2 separate regions of the Drosophila melanogaster genome follow, and region 1 is linked to region 2. The links are chromatin contacts, called in public Hi-C maps. All regions are on one chromosome and are shown on one strand. The core of a region is the stretch at or near the end of the contact, and the rest is flanking DNA. Distances in the headings are between cores, read along the strand shown. Region 1 holds the start of modSP (modular serine protease). Region 2 holds the start of CG14903.

What was found. Hi-C and Micro-C count contacts between places; a contact is called where the count stands out from the background.
Region 1: a contact with region 2 is called in a Hi-C map of the Kc167 cell line, with 1.8 times the contacts expected there. A contact is called at or near these places in 16 of 107 Hi-C or Micro-C datasets (the Clone 8 cell line, the Kc167 cell line, the S2 cell line and 7 more) and 2 of 7 datasets of targeted methods (both in the Kc167 cell line).

Annotation. Positions count from the first base shown.
Region 1 is chr3R:16,653,947-16,656,955 of dm6, forward strand. It overlaps modSP (modular serine protease), which reads right to left and starts at 1,716. Exons shown (of 6, transcript NM_080515.3): 1 at 1,494-1,716; 2 at 517-820; 3 at 1-437. The coding sequence starts at 1,560. It overlaps Ubx (Ultrabithorax), which reads right to left. Exons shown (of 2, transcript NM_206497.3): 2 at 2,677-3,009.
Region 2 is chr3R:16,572,448-16,575,584 of dm6, forward strand. It overlaps CG14903, which reads right to left and starts at 1,305. Exons shown (of 2, transcript NM_142304.2): 1 at 1,086-1,305; 2 at 732-953. The coding sequence starts at 1,271. The coding sequence ends at 780. It overlaps CG14891, which reads left to right. Exons shown (of 1, transcript NM_142303.4): 1 at 1-711. The coding sequence ends at 571. It overlaps Scp2 (Sarcoplasmic calcium-binding protein 2), which reads right to left. Exons shown (of 5, transcript NM_079657.4): 5 at 2,096-2,947. The coding sequence ends at 2,624.

The DNA of each region.
Region 1 (3,009 bases), core at 466-2,965, 82 kb after region 2:
AGTAGCTGCTCTCCTCTCCCTCCAGCACATATCCCTGCTTGCAGGAGAATCGCACTGTTCCCCGGGTGATGGGTCCAGTGAGGACGCGGCTGCCGTCACCCGTCAGGATGGGCCTTTCGTCGCCAAGTGGCAAGGGGCATCCGAGCAGCTCCAGCGGAGTCTCAGTCACCACGGGTGTGGTCACCTTTTTGGTGGTGTTGCATAGCAGTGGTGCCTCATCGGATCCGTCATAGCAGTCGTTTTCCCCATTGCATGACAATGACCCCGAGATGCAGCCACCTGTTCCGCACTTGAAGGAGTACGCTGGACACTCCATGTGGCCGCACAGTTCCACCGACTCGTCAAAGCCCGTTCCATCCGCACAGTCGTCCTTGCCGTCGCACAGAAAGTTGCTCTTGTCCAGGCAAATTCCGGATGGGCATTTGAACTCATTTTCCCTAAAGGGGAAGAGAAGCAATTAATGTATCCATTCCTAGTCCTCATCCTGTTATCTACATTCTACATTTCAGTACTCACTTGCAATTGCCTTGAAGCCGTCGGTCGTGCTGCCGTATATCGTCCTCGTTGCCGCATCTCAACCTGGTCTCATCGGAACCATCTGCGCACTCATTGACTCCATTGCACCCAGCTGTCCCGATCACACATGCTCCATAGGTGCACTGGAAATAGGGCTTGGTGCAGTGCTGCCGCTGGGAGACACAGGTCAACGCCGTCTCATCGGATCCATCCGGGCAGTTCTTCTCGCCATTGCAGACATCGTACTGCGAAATGCAGCTGCCGTTGTCGCACTCAAACTGTGAGCTGTCACATGCCGCAAATACTTCAAAAATGATCCTTTCGATTATTATATTATAAGGACAATCGCGTGTTCCTTTACTTAATTGTTCTGATTGCGAAACCACATATATTGGAATCAAGTTTCATTCATTTAGAGCACTTTTACTTTTGGTTCTTAAATTTTTTAAGAGTAAGAGATTTGTTACTCATATATACTTAATATATAAACTACACTTTAAATTTAAGTTTAATGAAAACTTACGTTAAGTAACTTAGTAACTTTTCTCCCTACATTTACAATTTATGCAAATCGGCAGAAAAATTGATAATCCCTATTGCGCTTTTAATATTCTTTATTTTATTTTATTTTTTTCCTCATTTGATTATTGCGATTGTGTAATGTTGTATAGCTATTTTTCTTAGCATTTGAGTGGGTTAAGCTGCCTGTTAAAACTACCGCAGCTTAACTAAATTACCGCGTTTTTTATTATTTATTTCCGTAAACATTCTCTCTCCCTTCACACTTAGTCAGCACCCTGGAGTGTAATAAACAAACTGAAAATCGACAGAGATAAACAGATCGCGATTTCAAGATGAACCGGCTCAAATCGTGTTCTGAGAATCTCTCTTCGAGAACAACGCATTTACATATGTACATATGTACAGAAAGTGTTTATTTTCGTTCCATTTGTATTATCATTTTGAACTTTACTCACTTGTTCTGAATTTCAATAAAAGCGCGCAGAAGAACAATGGATTTGATAAAAACGATATTAGTTGCATAATCCTTATTTCTGATGCACTGTTATGCACTCGATCCAGGTGCACAAGGCAATCACATAGGTATGCCTAAAACAAGTGCGTGCTGATTAAAGTCGTCTGGAAAGCACTTGCCGCCGAGCTAAGAACGACTCCGACCGAGCTTACAAAGCGAACTGAGCTCCAATGTGTTCAAGCCGAATCTCATACCAATCTGAAAACACGTTTTAAGAGCACCTCATCAGTATCGATTGGAGTGCTTAGAGCTGCAGTTCATAATATAAGTCGAGTGAGTGTAGTATTTATATCTCATTTCATTCATCAATATCTATCGATATCGCAGAAAAATAAAATATGAAATTTCGTGTTCGCACTTCCACTAGTTGAGTATTGGGTATCTGATTGTCGGGGAAGTCGACTATAGCATTCTCTCGTGTATTAAACTTTTACCAAATTCATTTTGGAGACTTTTCTCTCAATGGTTTGAGTCCGCGCTAAAAGTGGGCGTTTAGCTAAATTCTTTTGAAAGAATTTAAGGAAATTAATTGAAAAATCAATTTCTTTTATTTTTAAAGAAGTAGTTTTCGAAATGTACCGATATCATTTTTTACATAAAAAGTCAGTCGTAAAAATTTATTCAATTAATAAAAACGCTTAAATAAAAATGACAATCTTATAAACACCAAAAAAAAATTTTACGTTTTTTTTAAATTCTCAATTTTTTTGGAAATTAAATTTTTTGACGCTAGTGCTGCCAGATCTTCGAAATAAGGATTGGCTTCCCCGTAATCTTTTTCAGATCGATATTCATTTCCATCCGTTCTACGCATAGCGTAAGATGTAGAAACTACGAAGTCTACATTACACGTGTGTAAAATATACCTTTACATTTGTATGGTTTGAATTTCCACTGAAAATTTTATTCCTGGATAGCACGGCAAGAAAAACTTAACGTTTTATTGGCTTTCTTGGAACAAGATACTTCCTAAGCCAAGAAAGTATGGCGCCAAATGGAGAATATTGCTATTAAAAATGTAGAACGAAGGACTGCTATTTTAAGAGTACCGCAAAACTATCCTTTCGAATTACCTACAATTCCGAAACCAACTATTTCACATTAATAATCCAAAGGCATCTTTTAAATTATTTAAATCGTTTTGTTTAATTTATTTGTTTCATTTTCCACATTCTCACTGGTTGCTGTTTGTTTTGTGTTTGTTCTTTTTACGTGTAGTTTATATTGATAATTTACAACTTACGGAGCTAACATAGAATGGCATTAAATTAGAGTTACATCGATTAAGTATGAACGGAGCCTGCGGGTCCAATCTTCGATCGCGGGGAGGGGAAATTACAAGTAGAAAATGTAACCGCAAAGTATCTGTAGGTCTGATCTGATCGGATGAAGTAGGTATATAGGAAAAGTAGTAGTCTCTTATGGATAGGCCTGCTCGGCCGAGGGTCAGAGAGTTT
Region 2 (3,137 bases), core at 55-2,554:
GGCCCTGTCGCATCTCCGCGAACTGCGCTGCCCTGGCATTGTCAAGTTTGCGAAAGATAATGAGCTGTACGGACGGCTCGCACATTACTGCCCCATGCTCGAGGTTCTCGAGCTTACCGACTTCATGAATGTGATACAGCTGGGCGGTCTGTCTCGTCTCCACACCTTGGTTATTCACTCTTCCGCCCAGCTTGACTACCATGTGAATAACGTGCTGCTTACGTCGATCGCGGAATCGTATTCGCTGCGCCATCTAGAGATTCTGGATTCTTTTGGACCTATGTCGGATACTTCCTTCGATCTGAGTATTTTCTCCCAGCTTAAAGAACTGCGGACCCTGATATTACATAATCAGAACTTTACAACGCTACACCTAATGGGATTGCAAAAACTGTCTACCTTGGAGTTTCTGGACCTGAGTGGCTCGCCCAATCTGTCCAATGAGGTCGTTGCGAAGTTGACCAAATCGCTTAGCGGACTGCGCCGGTTGAAGGTTGATTTCTGTCCTCTTATCACACGACAATTAACCAAGATCCTAGAAGGGAATCCTAAGCTTCAAGTAGACTTTTAGGTTCAGCTGCGGCTCAACAACAATGTTTTTATATCTATCCTGCTTTCTTTGTAAAATGTAAATTTGTATTGGCCTAACTTTATATTGGACCCGTTGAGCTTATGTAATAAAGTGCTCCGGTCATGTTTTTGACAGAATACAAAGCAAAAACAACGCTTTTCTTTTTCTTAAATTTTTAGTGTCAATAAGCATATACAACAATAATGAATTACTCTTTTAAAAGCTTAAGGTGCTTGACATATTTATGAACCGTGTCCTTAACATAAGGTTTCAAGGCGATGCAGGTTGGGATATTTTCGGGCTGTTCGATCCACAACTTGTGTTTAATCTCGTTCTCCTTTAACTTTTCACTGAGCTTGACCAGAGCACTCTCATCTTTGGCCTGAAAAAGTGTAATACTTTAATTCCATCTCTTTGATTGAAAATACACAAATATTAAGATTTTGAAAAGAAAGTAAAGTGTTGTAGAAGTCCTATGATATACATTATTTAAAATATAAACCCATTTCATTACCTCCAGCACCACTTTGTGCATATTATCCAGATCGTTCAAGTAGGCCACAGTGTCGGCGTCCTCGGAATTCAAGTGAATGACGGCGGCTGTGGCATGGCAACTCTGAGCGATCACCGCCCCCAAGGGCCAACTAAGGGCGGAACGCAAGTCGCTGCGAACTACAATATACTGTACAATATTACTCATGTTCTGTGAAATATATGAATTCCGAAATGTGTTTACTTTTTTTGAGTTAGGGATGTGATAAAAATGTAAAAATATCAATACATCGATATTTTTCTACAAATATTTTTATGGGTACGTATCTTACCAATGTATATCAACACTCAAATATTTAGATATTTTAATGCTCACGCTAAAAATAGATATAACCTTGACAAAATGCCGTAAATATATAAGCAACTGGTCGAGTAATTTGAATAGTAGCTTGGAAAATGGTCATCAGTGTGAACACCCCTTACGTAAAATGTAAAAATACGAGTACATTCGCAGCTTCTGCACCAGGTGGCGCCACTTCCGCGCGCGAAACCAAAACAGTTAAAACTGACATAGATGTATAATGTATAAAACACGGCCTTTTGTTTATTATGGGATACTGGTTTATTTTCCGGGAGCTACCGTGCTTTAAAATATACTACGAATAAATATAAAAGGAAATTAATGCATAGTAAATGGCACTTCAACCAGATTTTTCCAAGACTATGATTTTTTGAGGTTATTGTTAGGTAATGCTTCCTTAAAAGCATTCCACTACGCAATGACCTATTTCCACAACTAATTTACTCATTTTGGCATACGGTGTTATCGGTAGAGTATTAAAGTATCTCTCCATGGCGCTGTTCAGCTAAAAGCACTAATCCATAATTTTCATAAATTGTCTGGCATACATACGTTGATTGTATCGCACCTGATGCGAATGTATGGTATGTGTAAGTATGTTGAGCTTCGAGGCGAATTTACACACCCGCCACACCCACTAAAAAAAAGATATTTGAAGTCGAAAATGTTTTGTATAGATACTTTGATTTTATTATTGTAATTTCTTGGAACACTTTACATTTACATTTAAATTTATACGCCATAGATGCGAGACGATAAACGACGACTACACACACATAACAATTTGACAGTTTAATTGATTTAATTTACGCACCACATTGATACGGATCTGTGGGAGATCCTACCTCGTAATTGATATCATCGCTAGATATAGTCGTAGTTCGTAAAGGTACACTTTTGCATATATGTGTTTGTGTAGAGATACTACAGCTTGCACATTACTCGAAGCCTTGGTATATAAAATATAAATAGTTTGCAGACAGATTACGCTACTAAATTAGAACATTGAATTGGGCAAAATTTGAGATTCTTGGAGAGAAAACAACACTCAACTAACAACGACGGATCATCAAGTCGGGAGGGTTGAGATCTGCCTCCCCTGTCGACAATAGATATATAATATTAATTTTAATAATAATTTCACTTGTTGCATTTGTTCAGTATGTCCAGTATCGGAGCTGTTCTTATTTGGCTGGGTCTTAGAAACTGGTCTTTCCAAAAATGTAGTTGCCAGGCGCATTCACATCCTCGGCGGCGAAGTACTCCTTCCACAAGGCGGCGAACTGCTCCCGGGTGACCTCGCTCTGCCCCTGAGACATCTTCGCAAAGGCTTCCTCACACTCGGTCTTCTCCAGGCCATAGCTGGAGCAGACCAGCGTGAATTCGGTCACATCGATGCCTCCATCGTGCGAGGCATCCTCCAGGTCGAACATGAAGTTCATGTAGGCATTCTGCCAGTCCATCACGCTGCTGGGATCCTTGGCATAGGCGTCCCACATGTTGCACCACTCGTCCACGCTGACCTGGAAGAGCCATAATGGGATGAAGCGTCGAGATTGAGGATTAGGCAGTGCTCCCCGGACCCCCAGATTTATGCATGCATCCCTCCCCGTGCTGAAAAGACCATTAGTGGGTATCGCCTCGGGCGGAGATTCCCCATAAAACACGTTATGGTTGCTCTGGGGGCGTAATTTATGCCATCTAGTGATGCGA